3 separate regions of the Gossypium hirsutum genome follow, and all the other regions are linked to region 1. A link is a contact called in public Hi-C data. All regions are on one chromosome and are shown on one strand. The core of a region is the stretch at or near the end of the contact, and the rest is flanking DNA. Distances in the headings are between cores, read along the strand shown. Region 1 holds the start of LOC107889009 (B3 domain-containing transcription factor LEC2). Region 2 holds the start of LOC107889014 (triose phosphate/phosphate translocator, chloroplastic). Region 3 holds the start of LOC107889012 (protein DEHYDRATION-INDUCED 19 homolog 4).

Region 1 (2,644 bases), core at 83-2,582:
AATGAAGTTAACATTGGTATCTAAAGGGCCCTAATATCTGAAAGTGATTTCTCTCTCCATATTCATACAACACTGCATTTGACTATGTGGAAAATAGCTTCTATCTATATTATCCGAACTCTAACATTCATGTCCTACGTATTCATATATAATACCTCAAATATATAAAAACTTAAATAAATACATGTACACATCCCACAAAACACATAACACATATAAATACATACCTATCTCGAACGTTCAACTCTAAATTAATCCCTTTTTTTCTGACTTGCATTGAATTTCCCATTGAAGCGTTACAATTGTTGGAAAGGGGGCAGTATGACAGACAAGATATTATTGTAAGCAATGTGGGATCGTTTAAGCATTGTACATGAATGCCGTGGAGAAATGAAAGCAACACTTCAGAACGAGATAGACCCAGCGAAGCTCGACCCTTTCCTAAACCTGAGTTTTCAGGACTGACCTGGAAACCAGATTCTAAAGCTTTATTCATAAAAGAGTAGATTTTACTTAACATTTTCGCATTAAAGCTGTCATAACTGTCCTAAGTCCCAACATAATATTTGTGTAATCATCGGAACAAAGCAAAGTACCTATACATGGTAAAAATTCTACTTATGCTGATATGTAACATATGTTGTCTAATTCTTCAATTTTATAACAAAAAAAACTACAGAACTTAGCCAAGGTTTACAGTTTGCACTATCACAGCAATTTCTTCAGTAAGAACTGAACTCCATATCTCAGCTTGAAGGATTTAATGATCATCAAATGGTCAGAAAATATTTAAGCAGAATCACTTAATGTGTCATAAGTTCCAATTATTTCAATAAGGAAAGTTTTAAAGATATTTTCTTCCAAATCCAAATAATAAAAATAATAAAACCCTTTAATAAATAACTTAAAATGAGAACAACACTGGTGATATTGATTCAAATGAAGTTAACTTTGATGTCAAAAAGGGGCATAGTATCTGAAAGTGATTTCTTTATATCCATATTCATACCACACTGCATTTGGCTTATGTGAAAAATAGCTTCCATCTATATTATCCCAATTCTAAAATTCATGTCCTATGCATATTCATATACTTACAAATACATAAAAACTTAAATAAAACAATAATTACATACCCATACCCAACATTCAACTCTTTTGACTTGCGTTGAATTTCCCAATGAAGCGTTACAGTTGTTTGAAAGGAAGCTCTATAACAGTAGCAATGTGGGATTGGTTCAAGCATTGTTCTCAAAAGCACTGGCCCAATGCCACAACAAGAGGATCTCCCCTGGGCCATGAAAAAGAATTCAAGTGACACAGAGATGGGATAGACCCAACAAAGCTTGATCCTTTCCAAGACCTGAAATTTCAAAACTGGGTCAAGTTTGGACGAAGAAAAAGACCAAAGACCCTCAAAGAAGACACATGTCGAACATATGGCATTCATACTTGCAACATGTCGATCAATTAAGCTGCCACCTTCTCTTCCTCTGCTTCCATCCATATGGTTTGCATGGCTAAGAGACTTAAGACACAAACTGGGAAATCATTGCAAGTGAAATGAAAGTATACTATACAATACTCACATGCAGTTTTTTGGCAGGGATAAACTAAGGATACCCAACAATGGCAGCCATGATTAGAGCAATGACAAGATATGAGGGATGTGGGGTGAGGATCATGGGATTCATTGATGGCTCAGTACTAGGAAAACAGAGGACAATGAGATGGAAGTTCTTGAATTGAATTGCAGCAATTTCTTCTCTGATGAAATTCTTCCCTAATCTAATGAAGCCACAACATTTTTTTAGTTTTGATAGTGGGATAATCTCAAAGTTATCATAGAACCAAAATTTAGAGAAAAAAAAATTGTCAAATATGGAAAAAAAAATTACAAAACCCAAATTGAGAAAAGTTATTAGGGACTAAAAGTTACATTATCCTAAAATATAATATTAATAAAATAAATTTTGTTTAAACTTGAAAGTTATGATAAATTTTTGGGTAAATTCACTAGAGGTCACCCTAAAATAGTATTGTTCCTCTTTTAGTCCCTTTGTTTTTGTCAATTTAGTAAGTGCTATTAAAAAAATTGGCCAAACACTCAACTGTTATGACTAGACCTAACAAAAAAGGAAAAATTTTATTTTTGTCCCTTAAAAGTTACGAAATTTTAAGTTAATTCCTTAAATCTCCATAAAAAAACCCTATATTAAATAACATAAAAATGCTAAATCCAACCTTTGATATACTTCCACCTCCGTCTTCCGCCACTATCTCATTCATTTCTTCCTCCGATCTTGACACTGAAGTAAATTTCTTAATTACCCATGTTTTCCCATTTATTTATTTTCTAACTTAGAAACCAGTTTTTCAAATGCACCATAATTATTTGTGCTTTCCATTCATTTATTTTCCAACTAAAGTCAACAGCAACATCAAAAGTGGAGGAAGAGGAAGGTATTGAATAAGTGATGACGTTTTTCAAGGCGGAAACCATGATAGAATATTCTTGTTCGGGTGAAAGACAACAGAGCAGAGACGGTGGCGACATTATAAAGGGCGGAGCTACGGTAAATTGATTTATTTTCCTTTACCTAAGCATAAAAAATTAAAAGTTCGCAGGTATAGTAACGGTGTT
Region 2 (2,644 bases), core at 85-2,584, 250 kb after region 1:
ATAACATGTTGCATTTTCCCCACATTGAGGATTCTTACAGCAGCTAACACAACTAAAAGATTTGTAAGAAACTACGTTGTAATATTAAGATGATGGGATTTAATTCCTTCACTTACAGCTCGCTTAGGGAGGCCAACGGCCCAGCCGATCAAACAATATATCACCCCAACGAACAAGTGAATAACTGACACAAAACTGCATAAAAAATGGCATCAAACCATTACTATTCAATGGGAAAGAAAAAGTAAAATTCTGGTTTTGGATTCTCTAGTGTAAAATTTTGAAATTTAATCTCTATACTTATAATTTCACATAATTTGATCCTCTCCAATATTATTAGCAGGTCTAAATTGATAATGCTGGTAACTGCGGCCGTAAACGTGAAATTCACGAATCTGCTAAAACTATTAACCCCGTTATTAATCAACCATTAAGACATTAAAAACTGCAATTAACAGTATTATTTGGACCTACAAATAATATTATAAAAGTAAAGGCATTATTCCACGTTAAAGTTGAGTTAGTAGATGGACTAAAACTAAGATTAGACCAAATGATAAGTTAAAAATTCCCCAAAAAAACAAGAAAAATGATATAAAAACTCCAATTACTTACTAGGGATAAGGGAAGTAATTGTAGATCTTCTTGTTGAGAATGTTAAAGATTACATTTAAGAAGTACCTGGAAGGATAAAAAATAGAATTAAAACACGATGTTGTAAATTGAAATTTAAAAAAAAAATTGAAGTAAATTTGACTGTTGACCGAATCTTAACCACGGTTCAAACCGCCGAACATTTGACGGCTAAACACGCCGACCGGTTTTTTTACCTACCACATGAAGAAGAAGAAGCCAGTAACAAGAGCGGGATACTTTTGGAAGAATCCAACCGGAGCGATCTCAGCGTCCCTGCAATATCACCGAATCAGTGAGTCAGAGAACTAAGGCGTGGACGAGTTTGACCGAGTCAGAACGGAGGAAACGGACCTCACCCGGCGGAATCGCTTCCTCCCCCGGCCGCCGACGACGCGGAAGCTAGAACCGGCTTCAAAATCTCCCGTTTATTGACCGGCGAGATCTCGAGCAACAGCGACGGCCTTAGCTGTCTCCCCCATATCACGTTCCCGCCTTCTCCGACGGCTCCGATAGGCTTAGCCGAAGCAAACGAAACACTGAGAGAGTCTCGCGAAAGCTTCGGCCTGATCTGAGGCAAGCCGGCGATGGTGGAAGCGCGTGACAACAACCGCGACTCCATTGTTACTGAGAGGAAGAGAGAATCAAATGGCTATCCCCTTAGATAAGAGTGAGCTCTTTAATGGAGGGAAAAGAATTAAGAAATTAACAGATTTTTCATTTTCTATATTTATTTTGGTTTATTTCTAAGTTTAGTCCTTATACTATTCTAAAATTTGATATTTAATCATTTTATTTTAATTTGATATAATTTATTATTGGTGTAGGGTTGAGCAAATTTTTTTATTTCGAGAAATCAAAAACCAATTTAAATCATACCACAAATTAACAAACTATCATTACTCCAACTAAATCAATTTTTATTTTATTTCATTTATAATTAATTTTAATTTTTATGATGTAAAAATAAAAATTGTAAGGTTCAGTTGACATTTTTTCTGTGATAACAATAAGAAAGATATGAATTTAAGAGCGTTTAAACACATGTTATTTATTATGGGTGTGTTATAGGCAATAGTAGTAATTTTTTATATTTTTTATTTAAAATAGTAAAAACAACATAAAAATGCTATGTGTTTGTTTTCAAAAATAATATATTTTATATGAAAATTTATTTTTAAAAAATATTAATAAAAAATTCTTAAAATTTTATTAAATAATTTTCACAACTCATAAAACAAAGTTCATTTTGTCAATATAAAGTCTAAAACTCAAAATTAGTATGTAAAAATCGAGAAATAAATTGAAGTATCACAACCAATTTAAACAAATTGATCAAATCGAATCGAACTCAACCCTAATTGTTTAAACATGTGACAAGATTCCACGTGACTTACTGGTAGTGTGGTCGAGTAACAATAAAAAAAACAATCATGTTATCACTTTAATTACAACAACTAATTGTGTATTTTATATATTAAAAAAAAAGAAATCAAATTATGTCGAATTAAGGTAAAAGATTAATCTCAAAAAAATTAACATAGTCAAGGGACTAAAACCAGAATTACACCTTTCTTTTTTTTGTTTTTAAAATTATCGATTAATTCTATTTTATTGGTCCTCGATTCTCAAAAAAAATTACGTCGTTTTGGTCGCCTGCGGCAAGGTACAGGCGAATACGCTGTATACTCTGGCTTTTTGACGTATAATAAAGATCAGAAACCGAGGAGATTATTAATCAACGGTGGAGAAAGCATTGAAATAGAAATGAAGAGATTGAGATGTGGGGCCAGATCTTATCCCCTGTGTATGGCTGGTGAAGACAGATATCTCGTCCAATTGTTTACGAGTGGCTTCTATTTTGCCTTGTTTTTGCAAATATCCTTATCGTCTCCCATCCCCTTTCCATTATTTGCTTGAAAGTAAATGTTTACAATTCCACTTTTAGTCCCTCTATGATGCTTACTCTTATATTTTAATCAATCTATTTTAATTCGATACAATTTAATGC
Region 3 (2,644 bases), core at 103-2,602, 180 kb after region 1:
TGATAGGGGATCGGGACTATGTCCCAAAGTCATTAGCAACATCTACAAGTCATTATAAAACACGATTTTATCCCCAACATTCTTAAGGTTACACTCATCCCTCACACCCCAATGTTCGAAACCGAGAAGCAAGATCAGCACATGGCATTCTCGACTTTCATAATTTAACCCAACAAAACAGGGTAAATGACAGACTCATAACTTTATAATCATGTCAGAAGGCGAAAATCGATAAAACATCTAACAACCAAAGATGAGATTGTTGAAATTATTTTCTCTACGAAGGTAAAATCCGAAGTCCCGAACCAAAAAACACACAATAGCCTGCGCAATCCCGATACATTTGCACTCTGCAACATCCTTAGTTTGATCATACAAATAATAACAATAAATCACAGTTTTTTTTCTCTCTGTATCTATAGAAGGAAACCTCAATTTTGCAATTAAAAAACCCCCAAAAACACACAGACAAAATTAGAAAAAAAAAATAAAAGTTATTATAATCAAACAAACACTATAATCAAAACTAAAAAAGAAAACCTAAACTGTTTTTATCCATTAACAAAAGAATTAAATAATTAATTTTCTTAATATAATGAAATTTGCTTACCGTAACTTTGGATTCACAGGGATGATCATCTTCGAGATGGGAACACAGGGACGCGATATCGAAATCCTCGTAACAATACGGGCATGGGAAATCGGGTCGGACCTCGTCGTCAACCTCAAAATCATCGATGGTCAAACGATCTTTTTATTTATTTATATTTCAAATAAAAAAAATAGATGAGAAAAGGGGGAAAAATGAAAAAAATTTTGAAAAACCCAGATCGAAAATTGAAATTAAAACGTACCCAGATGAGAGGTTTGATGGCGGTGCTGCAAATTATACTGGCGTTTAGCGGCGGCGAGACGAGACGTCCAGAAATCGGAATCCATTTGAAAAATGACCCAAAGGTGTTTTGGAACTTTTTTGAAATTTTTATTAAAAAAAATTACAATTCACAAACTAGAAATATATGAAACTTTTGCTTCTTTTTCTACAAAAATTATATATATTTCTGGGTTTTCTTTGACTTTTGTTTTAAATAAAAAAAAAGAAGAAAAACTTAAGCTTTGTTCATCTCAATGAAAACAAATACAAGAGAGAGAAAGGTTAAATTATTTGTTAATCGATAAGATGATGATAATTAATAATGGATGATGCATGATTTTATGATTATAAATGTCTTAATCATACGAGAAAGGTTCAAAAGAAATTGAGGATTGAAATGAGAAAAATGCTTAAATCACCATTAGACAGAGAGGCGACCTAGAGCAAACGTCGGGTATTTTCTTGCTTTAATTTGATTTAGATTTACTATTTTTTCTCCTTTTAAAGTGCGTTTTTTAATTAAAAAAATAAAATAAAATAAAATGTAACTTGTGGTCTAAATTTGATGTATCTTCTTTTTCAATATGTTATTTTTCTCATGATTTTTTTATTGTAGCCATGAAAGGTTCTATTTGTATAATAACCACATAACTTTCAACATTTTGTTCTTTTTTTAATTAATAATTTGATTTATATTTACGATAATATTTAAAAATAGCATATAATAAATAATCAAATCCTTAATAAAATGTATGAAATTAAAATAATAAAAAATAGTTAAATCAAAGATAACTTTAGTCGCCCCAAAATGAAAATATTGCTATACAACCACTTAAAAATGTTTAAATTATAAATTAGTATATGATTAAATTCCACTTTGACCTCTAAAAATTTAAAAAATTTCCCTTAAGTCCCTTCAAAAATAATATAATAATAAATTAATACACAATAAAATTATATTTTAACATCTAGAAAATATATAATTCAATTCTAGTCCTTCTTAAAAAAATTATGGATTCACCCAAGAGTAAAATGAAATTTTGATAGATAAATACATCATATTAAGAATATTAAATGCAGTCCAATTATTTATTATGATATTGTCATTTTTCTTAAGTTAATTTGTAACAACAACTTAATCTGTTTTAAACAAATAATGTAGGTAAAAATAACATTGAAATAAAGTCTTGATTGAAGCGATAAAGAAAAAAAAAACATTAAAGATGCTACTGATATGGGCTTATTATTATTATTATTATTTTGATAAAATAGAATTTTTAATTTACACACATATAAAGTATCACACAAGCACGATGTGCATATTGATTTTACGATCTTGAGATAAGGTGAACACCCTTAACTTATAAACTAAATATTGAGATTCTAATTGATTATTACATCAATTCAATTAAAGATTTAACTAATAATATAGATTAATATAGTTTTCATTATTTGATTCTAGTTATTAGGTATTTTTTACTTCATTTCTGTAGAGTTATCATTATTATTAAATTAAGTTTTTTCAAATGTTATTTCACTAAATACTATCTACTGTCATTAAAAAATTAAATTAAATTATTATAGTTTAAAATATTTTTGTATCGAGGTTTTATAATCATTCAAAAATAATTATACTGGAACACAAAAACTTGACAATATGAATCTCATGTGATGGCTTAATAGTCAATGTATTCACCGCTCTAAATGTAACTTGAGTTCGAATCGCACTAATCATATTTATTATTCGAGTTTTACGTTATTCTTATAATT

What was found. Hi-C and Micro-C count contacts between places; a contact is called where the count stands out from the background.
Region 2: a contact with region 1 is called in a Hi-C map of leaf, with 2.7 times the contacts expected there. The contact joins the promoter of LOC107889014 here to the promoter of LOC107889009 in region 1. A contact is called at or near these places in 9 of 34 Hi-C or Micro-C datasets (callus, hypocotyl, leaf and 1 more).
Region 3: a Hi-C map of leaf shows a contact between it and region 1, with 4 times the contacts expected there. The contact joins the promoter of LOC107889012 here to the promoter of LOC107889009 in region 1. A contact is called at or near these places in 7 of 34 Hi-C or Micro-C datasets (callus and leaf).

What each region holds. Positions count from the first base shown.
Region 1 is chrA09:60,345,262-60,347,905 of Gossypium_hirsutum_v2.1, forward strand. LOC107889009 (B3 domain-containing transcription factor LEC2) reads right to left here and starts at 1,333. Exons shown (of 6, transcript XM_041076276.1): 1 at 1,137-1,333.
Region 2 is chrA09:60,592,400-60,595,043 of Gossypium_hirsutum_v2.1, forward strand. LOC107889014 (triose phosphate/phosphate translocator, chloroplastic) reads right to left here and starts at 1,335. Exons shown (of 12, transcript XM_016813303.2): 1 at 993-1,335; 2 at 835-909; 3 at 616-681; 4 at 117-195. The coding sequence starts at 1,255.
Region 3 is chrA09:60,523,560-60,526,203 of Gossypium_hirsutum_v2.1, forward strand. It overlaps LOC107889012 (protein DEHYDRATION-INDUCED 19 homolog 4), which reads right to left and starts at 1,353. Exons shown (of 5, transcript XM_016813300.2): 1 at 855-1,353; 2 at 611-750. The coding sequence starts at 939.